Regions from separate parts of the Mus musculus genome. Here region 1 is linked to region 2. Evidence: chromatin contacts called from public Hi-C data. All regions are on one chromosome and are shown on one strand. The core of a region is the stretch at or near the end of the contact, and the rest is flanking DNA. Distances in the headings are between cores, read along the strand shown. Region 1 has its middle 17 kb from the start of Gm13481. Region 2 overlaps Gm13481 (predicted gene 13481).

The links. Hi-C and Micro-C count contacts between places; a contact is called where the count stands out from the background.
Region 1: a contact with region 2 is called in a Hi-C map of Th2 cells, with 2.1 times the contacts expected there. The contact joins two enhancer-like sites. A contact is called at or near these places in 4 of 484 Hi-C or Micro-C datasets (Th1 cells, Th2 cells and group 2 innate lymphoid cells).

The regions. Positions count from the first base shown.
Region 1 is chr2:48,470,624-48,477,074 of GRCm38.p6, forward strand. No RefSeq gene overlaps it. Among named protein-coding and RNA genes, the nearest start is that of Gm13481, 17 kb to the left of the region's middle. Within about 2 kb of position 2,613, at least 31 of the 459 cell types and tissues checked have an H3K27ac peak or open chromatin away from gene starts, as enhancers often do. A contact at or near this core is called in Th2 cells, where this site is marked.
Region 2 is chr2:48,246,919-48,253,307 of GRCm38.p6, forward strand. It overlaps Gm13481 (predicted gene 13481), which reads right to left. Exons shown (of 6, transcript NR_166463.1): 3 at 2,877-2,973. Among named protein-coding and RNA genes, the nearest start is that of Gm25338, 130 kb to the right of the region's middle. Within about 2 kb of position 3,228, at least 3 of the 459 cell types and tissues checked have an H3K27ac peak or open chromatin away from gene starts, as enhancers often do. A contact at or near this core is called in Th2 cells, where this site is marked.

The sequences.
Region 1 (6,451 bases), core at 1,363-3,862, 220 kb after region 2:
TTTAATATTAAAATGAAGAATCTTAGGAGAGTCAATACAAACTAACCTACCTCTTTTAAAACTCAAATTTATCAGACTTTGTCAAGGGGCCACAGCTCCTGAAAGTAGGAAATAATTGCAGCAGTCATGGTGCTGTCCCAGTGAAGCAGCAAAGGTGGTAGAAAAACAGAATTTGGAGCAGGAGAGGTTTCTAAAGGGGGTCTGTTGCCCAGCGCTTCTCAAACTGTGATATGCACCCAGATCTCGAGGGGTTGCCATTGAACTGACTCTGAACTGCAGGTCTACCATGAAGCCCACAACTGCATTTCCAACCAGTTCCATGGGAGCTACTGTTGCTTCTTGCCCAACTACATCTTAAGCAGCCAGTGTCTATAGCTCATCCCCTAGGATTTTAAATTTTCACAATGTAAAACTTCTACCTATGAAAAATGTGGTTACAGCAACAACAAAAGAAAGAAAGAAAGAAAGAAAGAAAGAGAGAGAGAGAGAGAAAGAGAGAGAGAGAGAGAAAGAAAGAAAGAAAGAAAGAAAGAAAGAAAAAGAAAGACAGACAGACAGACAGACAGACAGACAGAAAGAAAGAAAGAAAGAAAGAAAGAAAGAAAGAAAGAAAGAAAGAGAAAGAGAGAGAGAAAGAAAGATCCTAACATTATTCCTATAAGGAAATAGAAACCATATTGAAGTAACAAGAAACACGTGAGTTTTACACATCCAAATGTAAACTATTCTAAATTAAGATATTTATTATCTGCAAGTCAATGCCACATGAACAACCAATGATAACAGATTTAAGAGAAAAAGAACTAGGCTTACTACTTTCAGTCATTGGAGTCTTACCTTTCCCCCAATCTAGTCAAAGAGAACCTTTACCTTATTGCTAGACTCTATGGCCTCTTGTTTCCTGAGAGATCTTGCTGCCAGCAACCTCTTACTCGCCTGTCCCTTCACCTGTTCCTTCCTCCCCCTCCTCCCCTTCAAGCTCTATACCCTCCCTAAAGGAATTTTTTCCTAAATATTCTTAATTGAAACATGATGACATCATTTCCCTCCCAAGTATTCTCCCTTTAATCCCTCACAAGCTCCCCCTCTCTAATCACAATTTGATAGCCCTTTGTCGCTTATCATTATTATTGTTAGATACAAATCTAATAATACAGCCAGCTGAGGCTATTGTTGCTTGTGTGTATATGGTTTCAGAGCAAGGCTCTTTGCATTAGAAAACCAATAAAGATCTTCCCTGGGAGAAGCTAGTATGCCTTCCTCCAGCTGTGTGATATTAGTTCTTGCAGTTCTTTGTCTAAAGTTGGGACCCAGCGAAAATTTCCCCTTTCTCATTAATATGTCTATTGATGTTCCCATTGTTCTGGTCTTGTTTATTTAGCCATTTCTACAAGAGACTGTTTCACAGAAGACAACCTGGTAATCTGACTCTTAAAATCTTCCAGCCTCCTTTTCCCTGATGTTCCCCAAACCATAAATACAGAAGCTGTGGTGCAGATGTATCCACTGGGGCTAGGATCCCATGATCTGTTGATTTCTACATTGTGTCCAGTTATAGTTTGCTGTGATAGTTTGCTGTATGGAGAGGCTTATCTGATGGGGGGTAGTAGCTACATTTACCTATGGGTATAAGGATAAGATTTACAATATAGGACAGAATATGCTGCTCTAGCAAGTGATAGTAGCAGCTATTTTGCTAATGTCCATTAGCTTCCTATCCCAGGAAAGCTAGTTAGTTTTTCAGTATCATGAGTGACATCTCTCTTGTTGAGTGGCCTTGAAGTTCAATTAGACAGCTGGTGACTGACATTTGTGTGCCAATCAGTGTGCCTTCGTGGGTATCTTGCCATGCTGGTCATTGTTAAGGTTCATAGGTGTTACAGTTCAGCAGGCCTCTTTATTGCTTCCCTCTCTTGGAAGCCTTGATCGTATTTCATAGAAGCTAGAACACAGAGAAGAGGCTTTCAACTCAGAGCCACCTTGAATCATCAAGTCTTATACATTAAATGATTGGTGTCTTCAGCAATGGGGGTCCAACTCCTGAGAGACAACAAAGAGTTACTGTCCATATTCTGTTTTGTTTTGGAATTCAGTTAGACTACCCTGGCCAACTCTCCAAAAGGAAGTTTATGTTGCCTGATACTAGGTGTTTTGTTAGTACGTGGTTCTTGTGGGAACACTGTCAACTTATTTATCCTTTACTTGAATACCATAGCTTGAATACCAGATAGCCCCTAGCCTCCCACCTATAGCAAAGGTCTTTTCTCAGCTAAGGTCTTCCTTTATCCTTCTCTATTGCATGTCTCTTAGCACTGTCATCTATTTGGTTGTGTTATCCCATCTACAACAGCTCCTAGCTTTTCCTGTTTTGTTTTCCAAAATCCAGGAGTCCAACCTCATTTTTTTTTTTTAAAATTAAGATTGGGACTTGTTTGCCCATCTCTGTACCAGAAATCTACTTCTATCAAATAACTCTGAGTCTGTCTGTTCTTTTCTTGTGAATTACTGTACTCTGAAAACAAAATGCACAAACATCTCCACCTCACACAGCAGATGAGGCCTGTGGCAAGCTGGTCCCAGATTATCACCTTCATCTCTTTTTCCCCACTGTCAAACCACATCCACACAGCGTTTCTTAAGCACCATTTATCAGCTCATCAGTCACCAAAGACACCAGGCCACGTCATACCTCTGCCTCAGCATGTCTTGATCTCTCTTCCTAGAACAGTCTTCCTCTTCAACGCCTCTTGCAAGATCCATCCCAGTCCCATGTGAAGCTTTTCTGCTGAAGTTAGGGGTCCCCTCCTCTCTAAAATTCCTATAAGTCCTCACTTTTTATCTGTCTCTAGGCACATACCAAACCAGAGCATCTTACAAGCAATCTTTCTCTGCTTGAGCTCAGCCCCCTGGCCTTGCTCTTCTTCCTGCTACCAGTGCCAAGCACAATGTCTGGACTAGAACAGACATTCAGTAAATACTTACTGAATACATGAATGAATGTAAAACAGAAACTAATACTGAAGATGACAAATAACTATAACCCATTCAGTGGGGCATAGGTATTCAAGGGAGGAAAATTTACCATAAAAGTAAATGTGAAAATGTATAGCTACGACACCCAAACAGACATTCAAAAACAGAGTTCTCTAGAAGAAAGTGTGGTGGGGGAGAGGTTCTTAAAGAGCCTGTCACTCTTAGATGAGGGGGATGGGGCTGAGGAGAAGGAAGAGAAATCTGTTAGTGGTGGAGACAGTTGTATGTTATATTTACTGAGGTGGCCATCCTAGTTAGGGCAAGCAGCAGTAGTTTTAAAGATAAATAATTAACAAAATGGTGTGTGAGGACTAGGAGAGTGGGAAGAACTTGAGGTGGATATCAAAAAGGAAACACTCACTTGGCTATGGCTAAGGACTATGGGTAGAATACAAAAAATTACCATTTCAGTCGGGTTGTTAATATTCTATTGATGTCACTTTGGGGCAACACAAAGTGAGATCTTTCCAGTTATATCTCTACACCCTTTCACTCATAAACGCTTGAAGATCATTTCCATCTAGCCAAATTCCATCTTGCCTAAAAGAATCACCTATATATATAAAACTTGTCCTTTTAGTCTTTTAGCTTTCCCATCCATCTCTTGGACCACAGAAGCCCTGAAGAGCTTTGAGAACCACCAAGGTATATCCAGCGCTTTAGAGTGCACAATCTGACATCAAGGGCTTGTGAGAATACGGCCTTGCATGAAGAACACTGCTTTTTCTCCTCTGCCTTCTGCTGCTGTTAAGACCCTGAACCGGGAGTCTAGGCCAGTCTCTGCACTAACTTACAACCTCAAAGGTAGAGAGTCCAAGGCACTAATAATTCCAAAGAAGAACAAAGAGGTGAAAAAAGCTACTATTTGTCACTGCTGCATCTGTTTCTACAAATACTTGCCGCAGAAAATAAGCCCCACAGAACATGATGTATGAAGTATGGACTCTATTGGGTCACGGTGGTGCTTATTTGTAATCTCAGCACTTAGGCAGAGGCAGGAGGATAGGGAGTTCAAAGCCAGCCCAGACTTCAGGAGACCCAGTCTCTTCTAAATTAAAACTTCCCCTTCCCCTCTTCTAGAAAACTACAATGTCAAAACCTAACACATTTTTTCCTGTCAAGAGAAGTACACAGCTGAATAGATTGTTCTTCTGGTTGGAGGAAATTGGTTCAAGCGGAACTCATCAATGACCCAGATGCAAAGGAAGTCTCCACCCATTATTGTTCTTAGAGAAAATGATGAAGTAAACTGAATTCCGGTGCTTTCAATGAGAAAATAAATGTTTTGTATGGTAATATAAACCAACAGAAGTTCACGGAGTACGGGGTTTAGCAAGTTTCTACACACTTGTTTTTTCAGTGAGATAATTTTCCTTATTGTCCACTATGACAAGGACCCTGTTGCTTTTTCTTCCACAAAGATGTGTGAATATATGTACATACCTGGCCTGGCCCTGTGTGTATGTGTTCATGTAGACAAATGCATGTGTATGTATGCATTTCATTTTACTTATGCTATTTACAAGTGGAGGGTAATGAAGGGCAACTACACAGGCTGGACCTTGATTTCAGGCTGGAGAAGAGAAAAAAAATGGAATGATAATTTCAGAGGAGCCTGAACTGGGTCACTGAAGTCTGCTATGTGGAACTGATAACTGAAAAGCTCAGAAAAATATTGATTTTTTTTTTTTTTTTTTTAGATAACTTACACTTTTTCTGTTAACATTGGAACCCAGCCACACGCCTTTCAGGGCAGGGATTTAGGATTTTTTCTCTCTAAGGGTATTTATTGTCTTTGTCAGTTGTCCTGGGAAGGATCCATACAGACCAGAAACGGAGCCACAGGATGGGAGCTATAGTATAGCAATGACTTAAGAAACCTGCATATGTGAACTCTGAGGGTTAACAGCTCTCAGAATCCCAGAACCTTGGGTAGCAGAGTGGGCACACAGTATTGGGATGGAGAGTCTGAGTTAGCCCTGGGGCTACAGGTTTTGGTGACAAGACTTTGTGGACTCTGCTACAAGCTAACATCTACAACGCTGTTGCCTTCATAGTTCCATGGTTTTAACAAACTTCCAATAAACTCCTTTTCCTGATGGACATTCAGTTCAAGGTTGTCACCCAGGAAAAGGCAGTGGTCTAGTAGTAGATGAACGGTGTTTATCTGTGCACTAAGGCTTGACAAAACCAACCAAGTTGAAGAAAATCCTAGAAGAGACTTATAAATACCAAGTAAGCAGCCTGGGTAGCCTTTCTTTATGGGTAAATTGGGTAAAGTCACTATAATTTGCATATCCATGAACACATGGTCTAGTTTTGGCCACACACATGAACACACTAATGAGGATATGCATATGAGCAAATTGGAGGTTTTTATTTTTCTCTTTTCTAATTATAAGACAATATATGCTCATAGCTAAAAAACTTTAAAAAAAAAAATAAATAAGAGTACCTACTTCCCTGCCCTTTGAGATCTAGCGGGAAGGAAATGTGACTTTTCTGAAGACACTCCTACCTCAACTCATGGGCCCTTTTGATTGACCACTAAACCTAAGTATGTATTTTGTTTAAGCTTGCACCTAGTAAGACTCTCTAATGTCTACAAACCCTATCTTGGATTTTATTTTTAAAAATTACACTCTTCTTCTAATGATCGGCATGGAAAGGTTGCACCCAGGTATTTGTAAAAATGTGTATGAGCTTGGAGTCACAGATGTTCCCCAAGACTTTTTTTAAAAATTCCATGTAGAATAGAGTATTAAGCACAAAGACTTGGTAACAAGCATGGTCAGTGATCCCTCCTGTCCTCTGAACTGTGACTGATAGGCACGAGAGTAGCAAATACAAAACATTCTCTCCTTCTGCATTTGACGTGACATCATCAACACTACCTTAGGTTATTAAATCACTATCAAAAATACCACCTATAATGTCTGTGTGGTATCTATACAAGGATTTCCCAGAATCTGAAAACTTTATTTTAACTTCATAATTATATTTAAAAAAAAAAAAAAAGACCAGGCATGCTTATAATGCAAATCTTTTGCCAAGACAAGTAGTGAAACAGAAAGAAATGCCAGATGTGGGTTGCTATAGCAAAGAGCCACTGCTATCCCATAGCCCCACGAGGTGAAATGAGATCCACACTAAAGAAAAAAAAGCTATAACAGCGAAAGAAAAGAAGGGGTTAATATTCAAATCTTATAAGGCAATCAAATGACTCAGTAGCAAACCACAAATAACTAATTTTAAAAAGTCTTAAGGAGGCATTTCTCAGAAGAAAGCACACGAGTGTAATAGGTAAATAAAAAGATGCTCTGTGACTCATCAATGGGAAATGTGAGTCAAACCCATAGTGAAATAAACACTTCCTCACACCTCTGGCTTCTGTCAGAGATAAGATGGAATCTGAATG
Region 2 (6,389 bases), core at 1,978-4,477:
TTAAGAGATTAATTTGAATCTCAGAAGAGACTTTGAATTTTTAAACATCATTGATACTAAAAGACTATGGAGACTTTTGAAGTTGTGCCAAATGCATTTTGCATGTTGATATGCCCAGAGGCTATACTAGCAAGGGAGTACAAGTGGTATGTTTTCCATATACTTTGGCATTTAGTCCCTAGTTTGTGGTACTATTGAGAGTTATGGTGGAGGAGGATGTCACTGGAGATGGGCTTTGAGGGTTCAGTGCAACAAGCCAGCCCCTGTTAACTCTCTTCTTCCTGGTTGTCATTCAAGATGTGAACCCTCAACATTTTTCTCCAGTCTACAACTTGCTACTGTGCTTCCCTTCCATAAGAGACTCTTATCCCTCAGATCCTGTAAGACTAACACACCCTAGCTTCAGCAAGTTACCTTGATTGTGGTATTTTATCACAGAGTAGAAAAGTAAATGACACAATTCTATTTACTTCTGAGTACCTCAAGGTCTTCTCTAACCAATATCTCCTGCAATGGTAGTCCACATTTGACAATGAAGTATTTATTACATGACCTATTACTTCTAAGGATGCTATTTTCTGTCATTGTGTGGTGTATACCTTCAAAGTCTTTTTGTTTTTTAATTGTGTTACCAGACAGTAAGCTTCCAAATGATTTTTTCACATACCCTTCATTTTTACTCCCACTATTTCTTTATCTCCACATCTTCTATTCCTCTTGTTTTGTTAAAAATAAAATAAACTTGCAGAGCTCTTCTGCATAAAGAAACTATACGGATTTAAGACAACAATAGCGAGCTAGGTTAGTTCTATGTTAACCTAACCCAATCCTAGATTAAGCTAAGTCAAATCTGGTTTTCAACTTTTATAGTTATTTATCATTCTGTTGTTTACCAATCTGGTCCGCATCTTATAGAATCTTATTTTGTTTTACATAGTAAAGCTATGGAGAGTGAATGAGAATGGTCCCCATAGGTTCATGTATTTGAATATGTGGTCCCCAGTTGTTGGAAATATTTGGGAAGAAATAGGATGTGTAGCTTTGTTGGAGAAGGTATGTTCCGAGGTGGGCCTAAAGGTTACAGAACTCATACCATTTTCTTTCCTTTATAAGGTTCCTTGGTCAGAGTGTTTCCTAGAGCACTAGAATGGTAACTAAGACATATTTTCAAATTAATTCATAATACCTAACTTTACTCTGTATAAGAATTCAACAAAAGAGTCTAGATAGATAACTCTACAGTTTAAATCATTCATTGCTCTTGCAGAGGATCTTCATTGGGTTCCCAGAACCCACAAAGCAGCTTAACTCCAGGTCCATGGCATCCAGTGCCCTCTTCATACCTATGTAGGCTCTGGAATGCACATGGTACACATGTACAGAAAAATGAGCATGCACAGTTCTACAAAACATCAAGGGAGAAGCTGGTTTCTCTATACTTTCTAACTCTGGCCTCTAGATCTCTCAAGTCTTGGTAGCTTTTAGAACTCTGAACTTCAATTTTCCTTTCTTTTATATATTGAGTCATCAGAATTCTGTAGGTTTCTTTGCCTCACAACTGCAAGAACTAGTGAATATCTTCCAAGAAAAAAAAATCAGCTCACAAAATATCAGGCCAGAAACTAGGAGGAAAGATCTGTACAGAGCACTGGCTTAGCAAAGTGCCAGTCACTGAGTTCAACCCTAGCATTAGAAATTATCTATGTATCCATCTATCTACCTTTATTTATTTCTACTTATCATCTATTTGCCTGTCTAATTAGGCATCCAAAAATAACATGGCTCCTAAGTTGCCTCAGGTGCTCTCCAAATTCTTTGCACAAATGTTCTTATATTTTGTCCAACTTTTCCATCATTCTCCATGGGAGGCTTACTCAACAATAAGATAATACACCATGCATTTTGGGATCTTTTTTGACAAGCTTTTAATCTGAGCAGTCATCACAGTTTAAAAGAATGCAACTTAAGTGCAAGTTCATAAAACAAAGTTTGTAACTCCTGTCTCCAGTTTTCTGTGGCATCTTATTATCTCTTGTGATGTGATTTGAATAATGTGGTAAAAGGATGCCTGCCTCAGAATGTTTGATTCACATATACCTGTTATTTCAGATCCAACTATAGGAAATATATTCAGGAAACTATCTCTGCTAATATATCAATGTTTCTAGATGAAGATTGGCAGTCACTAAAGATAACAAAGATCAGGCTTTTAAAGGAAGAGAGGCATAGTAGAAAAATATGTATCTGAATCTTACTATGGAGGGAATTACAAGACCAGATTCAAGATAGGCACAAAGGAGAAAAGATGGAAGGCACATTGTAAGAAAAATAATCTGAGAGGATCTACCTTCCCTGTATCACAATTTGGACTAAAACAGTTAAGTATCATTACAACACTTACCCCTGCATAAATAAACATTGTAAAAATATACAGTAAGACTTCATGGGTGCTGCTATAGACAAATCTCTCTGTCTGCTTTAGAGGGCGCTTAACCCAACCAGACATGAAATTGTCTCTATTTTCCTATTTTTCTCTTTTACTAAAAGAATGCTTTTTTATTAGTCCAATATTTTCAAGTTTATTATGCATTTTCTTCTCTATCAATCATGAAACTCACATCAAAGTCCTAGGTCTGCACGCAAAATAGTAACAAACAAGACAGAAATGAGACTTGCTTCTGTCATGCCTGAGCTATGAATAAGAACTGTTAAGTCACACATCTTCTATCTATACACCCAAGCTTCAGTACTAGTTTTGGTTTAAAATTTAGCAAGCTCAGTTACTCATAATGAAATGGGTGTGTTTTTGTTATCCAGGATGTAGATACTGATCCACATGCAAAGATGCTTTAACTAGAGACAGAAAAACCACAAACCTGCTTATAATCAGTGTTTCCATTTCATAGATTACTGTTCCAACATCTCCTACATCGGGTAGAATAAAATACTGACTCCTGTTATTCAACAAGGTATCTATGGGATAGATAGAAAGATTGTGGATAAGCGAGGGTGTTAAACTGCTGTGAGTGATGTCTAATTTCTTTACAGAACAGAATTAAAGTGGCTACAACCTCAGTCAACCTTGCATTTTTACGTCCAAATTTATCCTTAAACCAAGAAATATATCATCCATCTTGTGGGTTTTATGAGGACAGTATCACTGTGATATGGCCTATCCAGTACAAATCACACAGAGGCATATGTTTCTTATGCGTCACAATGAGACATAAATTAAAACCAAGCATGTACTTGCCAGGGCTCTGATACTATCATCCTGGCATAAACTGACATAGTGCTGGGCCTCCTCGATTCAAGTTCTGTCAAATCCAATCATTTAATTAAAGCCCTGGGAATGATGGGAATTTCAATAGCATGGCGCTATGGGAGCATTCTATAATCTAAAGCAAACAAAAAAATAAAACTATTCGAGTGAACCTATCAAAGCTATAATACATCTATTACCACAGCTGTTCTCCTCAGACACTAGGCTCCCTCCTGATCCTATTATTAAGTGCAAATGACCAGGCTCAGTGACTGTTATTTTAAAAAACATTACTTATCGTGTATTGTGTTCTGAATCTTGTTGACTTATTTTAATTTGCATAATTACTGTAATTCCCTACTATGTCAATACCATAGGATTCTATTAGGATTTTCCCTTTTATTTAAAGAACTATGTGGGTTCAAAAACACATGGTTATACTATTTTTTGACCCTTTTAAGCAACTGAGATGCAAGAGTGATCGAATAGTGCATTTTGGTAATTTTATTCTTAGTTCATATTTGGAATCATTGCCATAGGTATGAGAGACCCAAAAGGGGATCAAAATGAGAGAGCTTTGAAAAGCATAAAAAATATAATGAGTTGTCATAATAAGAAGAGCCTCTTCTCTGTAGAGTGTATTCAGAGGACACGTCAGTCTTTATTATAATACTTTCACTTGTTGCAACTCAGAGAATTTGATCATACTGGCCTTATTTTACAGAAAATAAACTTATGAATAGTCACTCACCTAGTTTGCCTTAGAGCCTAGTGTAAAATATACATCTCTATTTGACCGTGTTCTGCTTTATAGATTAAGAACTTTATAAAACCTAAGTGAAATAACCAGAAGATTTTCTACCAGTTGTCCATTCTTTGAGTATATAATATTCAAGAAGTCTATTATCTATCTAGCTTAGTCTTGTTTACTATATTTTTTATTAATTATTTTGTTTACATTCAAATTTTGTCCCCCTTTCCAGTCTTTCCTTTACACCCCCTCCCCTTACATCCACCTCTCCATTCCCTCTATAAGGGTACTCCCCTACCCATCCACTCACTCTTGCTTCACCCCTATAGCATCTCCCTTCTCTGGGGCATCAATCCTCCACAGGACCTAGTGCTTCCCCTCCCATTGATGCCAGATAAGGCAGTCCTCTGCTACATATATATCAGGATCCATAGACAAGACCATATATCGGTCTTGGTTTAGTCTGCGGGAGCTCTGAGGGGTCCAGTTAGTTCGTACTGTAGTTCTTCCTATGTGGTTGCAATCCCCTTGAGCTCCTTCAGTCCTTCTGTTAACTCTTCCATTGTAGTCTCCAGGCTCAGTCCAATGGTTGGCTGTGAGTATCTGCATTTGTCTTAGTCAGGTGCTGGTATAGCTGCCCTCTGAAAGACTGGGCCAGCACCTAAGACAGATGTTTACTAAACTTTAAGAATTGTTTTGTATTTACTCAAACTTGGACACTCAATTGATTCCCCTCATTTTAGCCTCTACAGTAGCTGGAACTACAGATATGGACCACCAAGACCAGCCATAATTGCTTAAATTCTCCTGTACTGGGTATCCCTGCAGGCACCTCAAGTCTCTCCAGTAAGTCTCAAAATAAATCAGTAAACAAATAAGTAATATTAGTAATTAATTTATTAGAAGACTTTTGGTATAATCAAGAAAGGAGTTTAAGACATGCCTACTATTCCTCAATCTCATGTTTGAGACTGAAACCAAAAGTTTCATATAGGTTCTTATAAAATCGAAGGCCTAGGAGCTGGTGATAAGGCTCAGCGGTTAAGAACACTGACTGATCTTCCAGAGACCCTGAGTTTAATTCCCATCAAGCATGTGGTGGCTCACAACCATCTATAATGGAATTCAGTGCCCTCTTCTGATGTGTCTGAAGGCAGCAAAAATGTACTCACATACATAAAAAACATAAATAAATCTTTAGAATAAAACCCAAGACCTAGGTTTCAGCCCCAAAAGTAGCTATAAGAGAACCACTGTGTGGGCCTAGAAAGTGCATGCTGACATTAATCCTCCTTTAAAGGTCCAAGGCCACTCAGCCATTGAAACATGAATGAGCAAGCACAACAGCAAATGGAAATGACAACACATGTGAAATTAACTGGGCTTGCAATCCAGGAGAAGCATTCTTTCAAAATCTCTGGGCTCTCTGTCTTTCCTTCTTTCTTGAAAACATCAGTAGATCCCTGTGCCTTTAAATGACAAATCAACCATAATTTTCTGCTCTAAGGCAATTGCTCTTTAGAATTCCAAATCTCACCCAGGCCAGAAATCAAACAATTATCTTGCTCATTTGCCTTCCTCTGCTAAACAGCACCTGTAGTATGATATAATACTAGACTTAGAACCCCAGAGGCCGAATTGAATCAGAACTTATCCTTCTTCACCGTCGCATTCATTTCCCATCCTCCACTTCTTTTTTTTTTTTTTTTTTCTGTCACCTAAACCAAGCATATTCTATATCCCAATGATTTTTTTTTTACGTATTTTCCTCAATTACATTTCCAATGCTATCCCAAAAGTCCCCCACACCCTGCCCCCCGACTCCCCTACCCACCCATTCCCATTTTTTTTGGCCCTGGCGTTCCCCTGTACTGGGGCATATAAAGTTTGCCTGTCCAATAGGCATCTCTTTCCAGTGAGGTAACACAATCACAAAAGAACTCAAATGATATGTACTCACTGATAAGTGGATATCAGCCCAGAAACTTAGTATATCAAGATATAAGGTACAATTTGCAAAACACATGAAACTGAAGAAGAACGAAGACCAAAGTGTGGACACTTTGTCCCTTCTTAGAATTGGAAACAATCACCCATGGAAGGAGTTACAGAGACAAAGTTTGGAGTTGAGACAAAAGGATGGACCATCTAGAGACTGCTATATCCAGGGATCCATCCCATAATTAGCCTCCAAACGATGACACCATTGCATACATTAGCAAGCGTTTGTTGCAAGGACCGTGATATAGCTGTCTCTTGTGAGACTAGGCCGGGGCTTAGCAAACACAGAAGTGGATGCTTACAGTCAACTATTGGATGGACCACAGGGCCATCCTCCACTTCTTGTCTATTCCTTATAGATAGTACAATACAGGG